3 separate regions of the Muntiacus reevesi genome follow, and regions 2 and 3 are each linked to region 1. A link is a contact called in public Hi-C data. All regions are on one chromosome and are shown on one strand. Each heading gives the region's core, a stretch centred on a gene start, on an enhancer-like site or on the middle of the called end of the contact. The rest is flanking DNA. Distances are from core to core; before and after follow the strand shown.

The links. Hi-C and Micro-C count contacts between places; a contact is called where the count stands out from the background.
Region 2: a contact with region 1 is called in a Hi-C map of muscle, with 4 times the contacts expected there. The contact joins the promoter of RUFY2 here to the promoter of CCAR1 in region 1. A contact is called at or near these places in 2 of 3 Hi-C or Micro-C datasets (blood and muscle).
Region 3: a contact with region 1 is called in a Hi-C map of muscle, with 3 times the contacts expected there. The contact joins the promoter of DDX50 here to the promoter of CCAR1 in region 1. A contact is called at or near these places in 2 of 3 Hi-C or Micro-C datasets (blood and muscle).

What each region holds. Positions count from the first base shown.
Region 1 is chr2:104,290,026-104,293,847 of mMunRee1.1, reverse strand. CCAR1 (cell division cycle and apoptosis regulator 1) reads right to left here and starts at 1,918. Exons shown (of 25, transcript XM_065922470.1): 1 at 1,900-1,918; 2 at 425-547. The coding sequence starts at 497.
Region 2 is chr2:104,052,250-104,056,071 of mMunRee1.1, reverse strand. RUFY2 (RUN and FYVE domain containing 2) reads left to right here and starts at 1,701. Exons shown (of 18, transcript XM_065922453.1): 1 at 1,701-1,824; 2 at 3,715-3,822. The coding sequence starts at 1,821.
Region 3 is chr2:104,435,138-104,438,959 of mMunRee1.1, reverse strand. It overlaps DDX50 (DExD-box helicase 50), which reads right to left and starts at 1,711. Exons shown (of 14, transcript XM_065922473.1): 1 at 1,468-1,711. The coding sequence starts at 1,557.

The DNA.
Region 1 (3,822 bases), core at 669-3,168:
CTTTTCCTTTGCTTCATAAATTCTTTAGAGTTGGTTTTTCCACTTTAAATCCAAATACCTGAAAACCAGTCTTGTAATTTTTCATAAAGTATGAATACACTTAATTTTAAATATAACTTATGAATACTGACACCGTAACATGCCAAATGAGGTAAACTAGGATGAATGAGTGGCTGCTAACCTCTAACATAACTAAACCAATTTAACGTTTAAAAGACTACATATAATTGTCCAAACTGCTGGGTAAAGCAGGTATTTCGCTAGCTGGCCCATGAATTTTTAAAAGACGCTTCACAGATAATCTTAAAAGATACATCATTTTGCAAAGTTATATTCACAATATTATGCATAGATTAATGCACACAGTTAAAACATATGCCCAATCCGGCATCTATATAGCACATGTGTTCAGAGGAAGCCTGACCTGGCTGAGATACCGCAGTGGCTGTAAACTGAGTAGCCCAAGGCGGATTCTTCTGTCCTCCAAACTGAGCCATGACAAAAGGGGAGGGGGGGCCTTCGCCTGTTTGTCTTCTACAGCAGCGATCTATCAAGAAAGGATTCACAATTTAAAGTTCAACCAAACTACAACCATCACAAAAGTCTTATTTTAAAGAAATGTTTGATTTGTCAAGGACATCTTCGTAGACCAACTATAAATAACAAGGGGCACGTGAATGTCCAATATGCAGCAAAAACATTTTACGTCAAATAGTTCACAAAAGTAGCCAATTTCAATACATGACATTAGAGGTCGACTTACAAGAAACGCACTTCCTTCGACTACAAACTCACATTTAAACAGAAGACCGTCTGACGTTTTCTACCCAATTCTTTTTTTTTTTTTTTTACCCAATTCTTAACAATAAAAAATAGACAGCTTTACATTCAACAGAAAAACAGCCTGCTTGTTTCTTTTGGCAATGGGCTGGGGGCTAAAAGTGGAAAAATCAATAACGGAAATTGGGACGAGACACCGAAGAAAGGTATTCAAGAATATCATTTAAATAACGAACATCTCCTTACTTTCCAGACTAGGGAAGAAACTGGGGATTCCTTTTCTCTCCCCTTCCGCGAGGGAAAAGACAGTTGAAACAACGGATGCCCCTTAAGGAACCAACGCGAAGACCCCTCCCCCCAAAACCCAGCCAGAAGAGGCGAAGATCTCAGCCCGCGCACTCACTCCCTTCCCCCCACACCTCGGAGGAGCCAGGGCTGTGCCATCCATCTTCCTCCAGCCCCAGCTCCTCGCGGGCCGCAGACCAGGGGAGGGGGAATCCTCCGTCCCGGAGACTAGGCGAAATGCAAAGAATGGGATACCGAAAGCTCCGGTACCCTTAAGTCCCCAGCGGTGCGGAGAGGCCTCCATTCACCAAAACCCGTGCCACCATGCAAGGCTCCGACGTCCCGGACCGAAGCCAGGAGGCTAAAGCCTCACCGGCTGGAGAGCGAGGAACAGCAGCCCGCAGCCCCTTCGAGCCTGCCAGGCAGAGGCTGAAGCCAAGGGTTGCCGGGGACACCGGAGGGGCCGCCGAAAAAAAAAAACCCGAGGCGGTGGGGGAGGGGCCGGCCGCGCCGGGCCTGCTCCGACCCGCACAAAAGGGACTGTGTCCCTCCCGTCCCAGTCCCACGAGAGCCCCACCGTCGCCGGCCTACCGACGCCGTGCTACCAAAACGGCCGCTCCCGGCGCTTCGGCGGATCCGATAGGACGTCAGGAACCCCGGCTCGGCCGCTCGCCGCTCCAGCCGCGAGAACCAAACCTTCACCTGAATCCGGTCCCGGTTAACACCGAAGCCATTTCAAACCCATCAGGCGTAAGCGCATGCGTCAACCCCCCTCTTCCTCCGCGCCTCTGCCCCCTCCCCAATCTCTCCGAGGAACGGCGCATACGGCCTTACGTTCTACGTGCGCGCTCCCGAGGTAGCCGTCAATGCGCTCACCCCTTTCACTACGCAGCTGGAATGGGAGCTTGCCTCAGACGGGTTACCTTGCCCCTTGTATAACAATGAGCCAAGAGTCTGTATCTCTGCGCAAGCTCAAAGGAAAAGGCTTCGCTGAGTGTGGGAAGGAAAGTTTCGGGAGTCATGTGATCCGTGAGCCCGCCGCCATTTTGTGGGGGGGGTTCCTTTTTTTTTTTTGGTAGTTCAGGTACGTGGGAGAATGACTATATCCAGTGACATCTTCCTAACTTTTTGAAAAAATTGAGGTGAAATTCACTTAACACATAATTCCATCGTTTAAGTATTTTGTTGTACAATTCAGAGGCTTTTAGCAACTACATAAAGCTGTGCAACCACCATGCCTCCAACCCTTGAAAAGAACTCTTACCCGTTACGCAGCCCCTCCTTAATCCCCGCGCCCTCCATTCCAGGCAACTACTAATCAGCTTTCTTTCTATGGATTAGCATGTCCTAGACACTTTCTATTAATAGAATCATACTGGGACTTGACTGGTGGTTCTGTGGGTAACATTCTGAGCTACCCATGCTGGGGTCCCGGGGTTCGATCCCAGGTGAGAGAACTAAAGCGTACACGCCAGAAGTAAGACCCAGCACAATCAAATAAATATTAAAAAAAAAAAAAAAAGAATTATACAACATACAGGATTTTTGTGTGATTACTGTATGGTGTCCAAGGTTCCTCGTGTAGCGTGCCTTAGTACTTCATTTTATACCTAAAACGATTACTTTAAATGAATAATACCATATTTTGTTTATCCATTTGTCAGTTGATTTTTGGGGTTGCCTCCACTTTGGGGCTACTATGAATAATGCTGCTGTGAACATTCACATACGAGTGTTTGTTTAAACTCCTGTTTTCAATTCTCTTAGATTATACCTAATAGTGCGATTCTGGGTTATCTGGTAAATTCTATGCTTGTTGAGGAATTGCGAACTTGTTTTCACAGTGACTACACGAGTTTACAGTCCCACGATTAACAACATTAAGTATCCATTCTATGAACATGAAATATCTTTCCAATTATTTAGGTCTTCTTTCAGCATGTATTACAGATATCACAGTTCAATTTCTCACACTTTCCCCCCTCTTTTTTAACTGCACTCTACAGCTAGATGGAGCTTAGTCCCCCAACCAGAGATCAACCAGCGGTGGAGGCTTAAGAGTCCTAACCACTGGACCACCAAGAAATTCCCTTGCATCTCCTTGAGTAAATATAAAGATTCTTCACATTATTGTAAATGACCAAGTAAGGAGTGTGGTTTCATACTAAGTACAGGGGTAAGTCACTAGAATGTTTTAAGTTGGGGAAGGTCATGAACCAAGATCTGTGTTTTGTTGTTTGTTTTCTGTTTTCTGGCCGCGTTGTGCAGCTTATGGGATCTGTTCCCCCACCAGGGATCAAACCCATGAACCCTGATGTGGAAGTATGGAACCCTAAAACTGGACTGTCAAGGAATTACCCGCAAGATCTGTTATTATAAGACAACTGTTTTAAAGGATTATTCAGGTTGTTGTCTAAAAGAGCATCAATAAAGATGAAGGAGGGCATTCTCTGGCAGTCCAATGGTTAATAATTAGTGCTTCACTGCCCAGGTTTCAATCCCTGGTCACTGGTCAGGGAACTAAGATGAAAGATGTAGAAACCGTTTCACTAAAGGAACAGTGGAGGAAGTGTCTATTTGGCTTAGAGAAGACAAAAAACCTGGTAGTTGTCTTGTAGGGTACCTGTTAGGATATTAGCTGAGCTATTTATTCTCCCATCCCCTAGAGTGTTGCTCAGGTCTTTTTGTACCTTCAGCATCTCTAATATCTCCCTCTTAACCAGTCAGGAAGTAGGTAAAAAATGTAGTCTCTAGCTG
Region 2 (3,822 bases), core at 452-2,951, 240 kb after region 1:
AGGGATTGAACCCAGACCTTCTGCATTTGGGAGATTGGAGTCTTAGTTGCTGGCCCACCAGGGAAGTTCTTGTAATTCTTAAAAAATCTTCATAACTTTGGAATAAGGAGGGCTCCTTAAGATACTATGGCATAAACTATAAAACTACAGGAAAATTAAGAATTTATATTTAGTCAAAGGTTGCCACAAGGAGAGAAAAATTAGCCCAAAGATATTGGCAACACACAACTGATGTCAAATTAGTATGTAGAACATTAAGTAACTTGCACAAGTCAATAAAAAGGTAAGTCAATAGTAAAACAGGCACCATTTCTTTGTAAAAATGAAATTCCAAATAGTAAACGCAGGTAGAGTTCTCAATGTCATCAGTAATGTGAGAAATAAAAAATAAACCTGCAATGCAATCTACCCACAAGACTGGCAAAAAAATGAAATACTTACAATTCTAGGCATTACAATGGACACAGCAATATAAAACAACACTGCTGATAGCAGTGTAAATTATGAGAAGTCTGGAAAACACTTTGGCATAAGCTGGTAAATTTAAAGAAAGGCATACTTGATTTTCAGTAAATCTATTCTTTTTACATGGCCAAGAGACTCCAGCATGTAGGAACCAGGATGTACGGACAAACTGGAAACACCCCAACCTGGAAACTCCTCGTGGACATGGATGATTTTGAACACCAGAAACAAGTAATGTTCGTAATGTTATTCCACTTGTGAAAAGTTTGTAAACAGGAAAAATAAACTACATTGATTAGGGGCACATACTTATGTGGTAGTAACATGCAGAAAAGTAAGAAAACGACTCTCAGAATTCAGCATCACATTTACTTATAGGGACATTGTGGCTAAAGGCGTCCCTCTACCCTCAAGATGACTCCTATCCTATGCTTGCTTGATCTGGTGCTCTTTATCCATCTGTTTATGATTCTTTAAACGTATATGTATGCTTTATACATTTTTATCTATGTAGGATTGTTTCACAAAAAATTAAAAACCAAAAGAAGTCAAGAAGCATGAGAATTGTACGCTGGCCAATGTGATGACGAGATAAACCTGTCTCCATTTCCACAAAACGCTCGTCTATTTCTAACTCGGCCACCATCTTAACTGCTCATCTAACTAGGTAACAGCTTACTTTCCGCAAATTGATATAACTTAAAGCCTAGTATCTGTCCATGAGGGATTTTTCCTCTCCGAAATGAGAAAACGCAGGTTTTATCTCTGCACCTCTTTCCTTTGATTACTGAGACTGTTCGTCCTTGCTTTTTATAAACCACTGGACTTACTGGTTAAAATTTGGGCTAAATAGTTTTAGTAGATTTCTGCCTAGTGTTAATTGCTTCAGATTTTCTAAATTCTTTTGGTCCCCTACGAGTTACTGAAGCAGGGACGCGCTCAGGTGTGTTAGATTAAACCTAGCTGGACCTTGCAGATGAATACGTTTGCACGTGGCTCGCTCGCCTCCCCTTGTAAATGGAACCCTAGTGCTCCGGCGAGGCCCCCAGATGAGAGCTCAGAGTCCGCCTTCTGTCTCCACAACCCAAGGTCTCCCTCATGCTCCTTCTCCTTCCGGTCCGGCTGGACGCGGAGAGGCTCAGCAAGGGCGGATTTCTCCGCGGCGGGCTGCGGGCTCTAGAGTCCCCCGCCCGACGCGGGCGCCGCAGGACCGCCCGGGCGTCCTCCCGCCGCCGGGAGCGCTGTGGGCCGCAGCGGGCCTGGTCGCAGACGCCGTGGCGGCCGCCGCGCGCCTGAAGGGAGCTGCTGGCGGGGCCCAGGGAGTCCCCGCCCGAGACTGTATTGCCACCGCCGCCATGGGTAAGGGGAGCGGGCCGCCCGGCCGTCCGTGCTGGGCTGAGGCCGCGGCCAGGGCAGGCGGACTGGCGGTGTGGGCATCGAGGCCTGCGAGTCGAGACGGGTCCGACCCGGGCTTGGGGCTGGGCGGGGGCAGCCGGGGACGCAGGGGCGCCCGGGGTCGCCATGGCAACGCGCGGCCTCCCCTTGTTCCCTCCCACCTCCGCCCCCGTTCGGGGGCCTAATGGCCAAGGTTTCGCGGTCCGACAGCTTACAGGGAGCCAGCACAGGGTCGGCCGGGGTGCCGCTCCAGGGTTGGGGGAACAGTCGGGGACGGGCGATGACTTTTCAGGTTTGGGGGTGGCGGAAGGAAGCGTCTCAGGTTTTGGCCTGGGTTCCGGACGCCGAGGGCGGGAGAGGGACAGCGATGCGGCGCAGGACCCCGGGTGAGCCCTCTGTGAGAGTGCTGGAGGTGTCCGGAGCCCTTGGGCCGTCTTGCTGTCTGGGAGGAAGGGAGGAAGGGAGGCAGGGAAGGGGTTCTAGGCCCAAGCAAGATGCTGGAACCCGCCATTGACCGAGTGTGGGGCAGCAACGCGGTCAGACGCATCCGCGAGCCCGGGCGGGGCGCGGCCCGGGTGTAAACGCTCCTCTCTTAGGAAGCTGCTGGCGACCACCAGGACCTACCTCCGATCATTTAGTTATAAAGGCGCCCTTTGTCTTGATTGTCTCATCGTACATTACATATTGTGATGGGCACTGTTAAAAAAAATGAGAATTGCTGCAGACTATGAAATATCGACTGGTTTCTTCTCCGAAAAAAGAGGGAGTCATGCCACGATGCAGTTTGGAAGAGATGATGTCTTGTGGGGAGAGTCTCCAAAAACTAGCTTGGCCATAGTATTTGTGACTGTTTGCATTTTTAAGTTGCTTAGGAGTCAGTGTCAGGCTTCACGCCTAGCTGTCTGTGATCAGAACTAGGATACTAGATCATTAGGAACCCTGGACTTTTTATCCAGTGAAGGAAAAACTGATATTTGGTTTACTTGCACTAGTAAATTTGTCAAGAGACTATGAGACAGTATACGAAAGTGCTTTATTTTTTTGCACGTCATTTTGTCATCTGTGTTTGCTGAAAATATTTCTGCCAGCACAACAGTAATGGGAGTATGGGGAGCATCTGAATTTATAAGAAAACCGAGGATGAAATTCGTGCGAAAGAAAATCTTTTGTGAATTGAAAATATAAGTTAAAATCAATTAAAAAATGCATCCATTAACTTGGTGTTTAACTGCATCAGCTGTGTGGAAGGTCAGGGAACTTTCACATGAAACTGGACCCTGCTTTTATTTCCTCTGGAAAAATAAAGGAGTCCCGGAATACAAAACTACAATTGCAATGAAAAAAGCAAGATAGAACCAGGGTTAAAATGAGTGAGAGTTGAATGGCTTCTCTCGTGTGCCCTTGTTTTATTATTTACCTGTCATGTTTGTTGTGGGTGAAACTGGAATCTTCGAATTTTAACTACTTTTTATTTTATTGCCAGTTTATTCTGAGTACTTTTTTGCCTTTGAATTCATGCTTTATGAATAGTTCCTGCTGTCCGCCTTTGTACAAGACCCTTAAACATTACTCCACACTTAAACTGCACAGAAAGATTGTAAAATGAATACCTGAGAATAGCCAATTAGCAGGATTTTGAGAATAATTCATGAACTTTAACCGGAGTGAGCATTGTCCTATATGCTTGAGAGACACAGAAAGAAGTTAACTAGGGGTGTAGGTTAGTTAGTTAGGAAGACTTGTCCACCAAGGAAAAGCAAACCACTGTTGGTTTTATAGCGGAAGGAAACGGTTTGGATTTTTTTTGATATCAGGTCTTGCAAGTGATGTTGGACTCCTTTCTTATGCTTTCAGCTACAAAAGACCCCACAGCTGTAGAGAGAGCAAACTTGTTAAACATGGCTAAACTCAGTATCAAAGGACTCATTGAATCTGCTCTAAGCTTTGGTCGCACTTTGGATT
Region 3 (3,822 bases), core at 462-2,961, 150 kb before region 1:
TAACTTTACAAGGAAGTGAATAATAAATGCTAATCAAATTATAAGACCAGCACTGGAACAAGACTTTAAGGGGGAATGAGATTACTGTATGTGTACACTGGAATGGTTGTAACAGACACAAACTGAACTTTGACATATGGACAGGATATGGATGCAAAACAAGGGACAAGTATTTTTGGAGGTGCAAAAACTAAAATAACTGCTTGATGATTTCACTTACAGGAGTTATCTAGAGTAGTCAAATGCATAGAGACAGAGAGGAGAATGGTAGATGCCAAAGGTTGGGGAGACAAGGCAACTGAGGAGGGTGATGTTTAATGGGCACAAAGTTTCAGTTTGGGAGAATGAAAAGTTTTGGAGATCAATGAAGATGATGTCTGCAAACAAATGTGACTGTACTTACTGCTACAAAACTATATACTTTAAAACAATTAGGGATTTCCCTGGTGGTCCAGTTGCTAAGACTCAATGCTCTCAACACAAAGGACCTTGGCTCAACTCCTGGTTGGGAAACTAGATCCCACATGCCAGGGCAGCCAAAAATAATTAATTAACTTTAAAAAGTAAATGTAAATTTTATGGTACGTGTATTTTGCCACAATAAAAAATAAATAAATAAATAATTGCTTGGCTGGAATGGCAAGTCTACCTTGTTGGCAAGGTCAGAAGGGTAGGGTCGGCTTTCTGGAGCTATGCAGAATATTTTCATTCTTTGGTCAAGTGTCAGGCTTCAAATACTGCTTCCTTACCCTCCAAAGCACTGTTTCCTTTTCTCTAAGTCTCTTGAGAAGTGGGGCGGGAAGTCTCTGCAACTCTTCTAACAGACTCCTTGAGGGCAGGGACTTTCTTGGTGCCCAGCAGAGTCTGGTATAAATTAGGCTCAATAAATATTTGTGAATTGAATGAGAACACTAAGAGAAAAGACTATTAATAATAATAGTAATAACAACAAGAGTAATAATAATAACCCACATGATCTCCATCAGCCAAATCCTGGCAATGCTGGCTGTAACACTTTTCCTCAATCCTCTACTGACCCGTTATCGAGGTTTGTAAAGCTAAGATCGCTTTCCCCAAGATTCTCGCATACAGGACAGGATGACGGAGAAGTTACACATATTCAAGGCAATCATCTTCTAAGACGGCCAACGAGAACCAAACGACAGGCCTCGCTGCTTAAGAAGAGGAAAGAATTGACTCCGCGATGAGAACTTGAGTCTGCCCATCTCTTAGGCGCCGACGGCAAGGACTGGGGGACCACGGGAGGCTGGGCCAAAGCCCAATGCTGCCCTTCTCCGGCTGGGGATGTGGAGGTTGGAATGGTTCCAGAGCGACCTCCCAGGAACGAGGCCGGCGCGAGGAGAGGCCCTCGGATGCTCCGGCCCGGTTGGTGACAGACCATCAGGGAGACTTCCCTCCCCGCCCAAGCCGGCACTGCCCAGGAGGCGCGGCCCATCCTCAGCGCACCTTTTGCCTCTCCTTCCTCTGGCTCTCGGTCTCCTCCAAGGGTGCCTCCAGCTCCATAATGTCCCCCCAGAGGAGTTTCCCAGGCATCATTCGCCTCCACCGCTTGCTGCCGCCTCCCCCTGGGCACGGTGGCCACAACCACCTACGGGCACCGACAGCGTGAAAGGAAGCGGGGGCTGGACGGCCTCCCGGCCAAGGCCGCACGTCACTTCCGGAACACGCATCGCACGGCGGGGGAAAATAATCCCGGATACTCCCAGTTTAAACTCCTTCCTTGCGACGCCGTCTCCCAGCCAATCAATGCGAGGAGTCTCGACTGACCCACCCTTATTCTGAAATGATTGGCTTCTAGAGTAAAACCCTGGCCAATCGCCATAAAGGATACGCAAACTGATTAGCATAAAATGTTCGGCATTTCTCCCCCCCCCCCCGCTTTCTCTCCCCCTCCCCCACTCGAAACAGCTCCTCGCAGCACAGCGGAGATGATTTGGAGCTTCCCAGCGTGCAGTGCAAGCTTTGAGGAGAACCCCAACAGCGGTGGAGCGTGGCTCACAGGCGCGACTGGCTGGAAGGAGGACCGGCCCGTGCGAGAGCTAAGCGAACGCCACGCGTCGCGTTGCTCTTCGCCGCCGGAAGCTGCCAGCCTCGGCCCCGCCCATTGCGGAGTGAGGCGTTAACGTCTAACGGCTACGCGCGAAGCCAGCCCCTAGCGTTGGTGGGAAGGGGCGTCATGGGGTCCCCGTAGGTGGGCTTGGAGTGAAGGCCAGGGCAGAACAACCTTCCCGCAAGGTTTTAGTTTTGAAGTTAATCCTTTGTTCATTTTAGGGCCTTCCCACCTTACCCATTTGACATTAGAGGAAACTAACCCCCTAAGGGGCTCCCTGGTGGTTCAGTGGGTGAAGAATCCGTCTGCAATGCGGGAGACCGGGATTCGATCCGTGGGTTGGGAAGGTCCCCTGGAGGAGGGCATAGCAACCCACTCCAGTATTTTTGCTTGGAGAATACTGATGGATAGAGGAGCCTGGCGGCTGCAGTCCATGTATCACAAAAAGTGGTACACGACCGAACGACTAAGCATACAACCCCCTAAGAGGGATTAATTTGGCTTAAGTCACACTATCAGTGGCACAGTGAGGACTAGAGAGCTTATCTCCTGAATCCCAGATCTTTGCTTTCTCTGCCACACCAATCTGAAAGCTTTGAGTTTACCAAAACGTTTTGGGAAAGATGTTCCCATGAAACAGAATGAATAATAGGGAAATCTGGAGAAATCTAGGAAAGAAACAAGCCTAAAATGTCTTCCACAGTTTATGTATTTGCAATGGATAAAAGGATTTTACTTATGGGGAGTAACTGACCGTGAGTTACAACCTTGAACAAAAGTGGAAACCTTTTGATAATACAAAGGGCTAACTCTTTGGCATATACCTTTCCTTACATCACTGGTGCTAGCTTGTTTTTTACTTTCTTATCATCTCTTCATGAGCATATCAACCTAGCTACTCTTGAATGGAGAAAAGACAAATTGAGATGTAGGTGGAGGGGCACTCAAACCTTTTGACACTGTCTAGAACACCAGCTTTTTAACATGAGTATCAAATTTGTCTTTGCAACATTTCAATTTGCTACATTTCGGGGAAGAGTTGGACAAGACTGAGCATCTGAACTGAACTGACACGTCCTAGAGTTTGATTATTCGTCCTGAATAGCTGAAACCCCAAAGATAAATCTGTGATTGCTACAGGTCTTCTGTATAATTATGGGTTGGCCTGAAATCAGGGGCTATATGTTTATCTAAAGTGACCTTATGGATTCAGTAATGTGAACTGAACAACCAGTGGGTTGTTCAGTTGATGGTGAAAAAATGCTTCTGTCTCCCTAAATTATAATAGCTATGCATCTCTGGTGCTTTTCTAAAAAAAACCTTTATGTCCCACTCTCACACCCACTCCCAGATCTACCACTGTTAAGTCTTTGTAGCCCTACAACAAGGTATGATGTGCATAGAAACACAGGAGTGGATGTGACTAAGAATGTCACATGTACAAAATTGGAATAACCCTAGGAATAGCTGTTACTCTGTTATGGTTGAAAATCAAATACAGATAAAGTAAGTCTTTAGCACCTCAACTATTATTGGCATTCATTGTTATGTTGGAGGTCATACAACAGGTCTGAAAAAGGACTAGACTGTTCAAGACTCCCTAAGCAAGAGACTAATAAGTATATTAGTATTTTTTAGAATGACCTTCTATGATTTGGGACACTTTACAAACCCTACCATTCTAAGCACTAAACTCATTGAATCAAAACTCTGACTGCTGTCTATGTCAGGTGGAGAGGGCAACTGTGGGG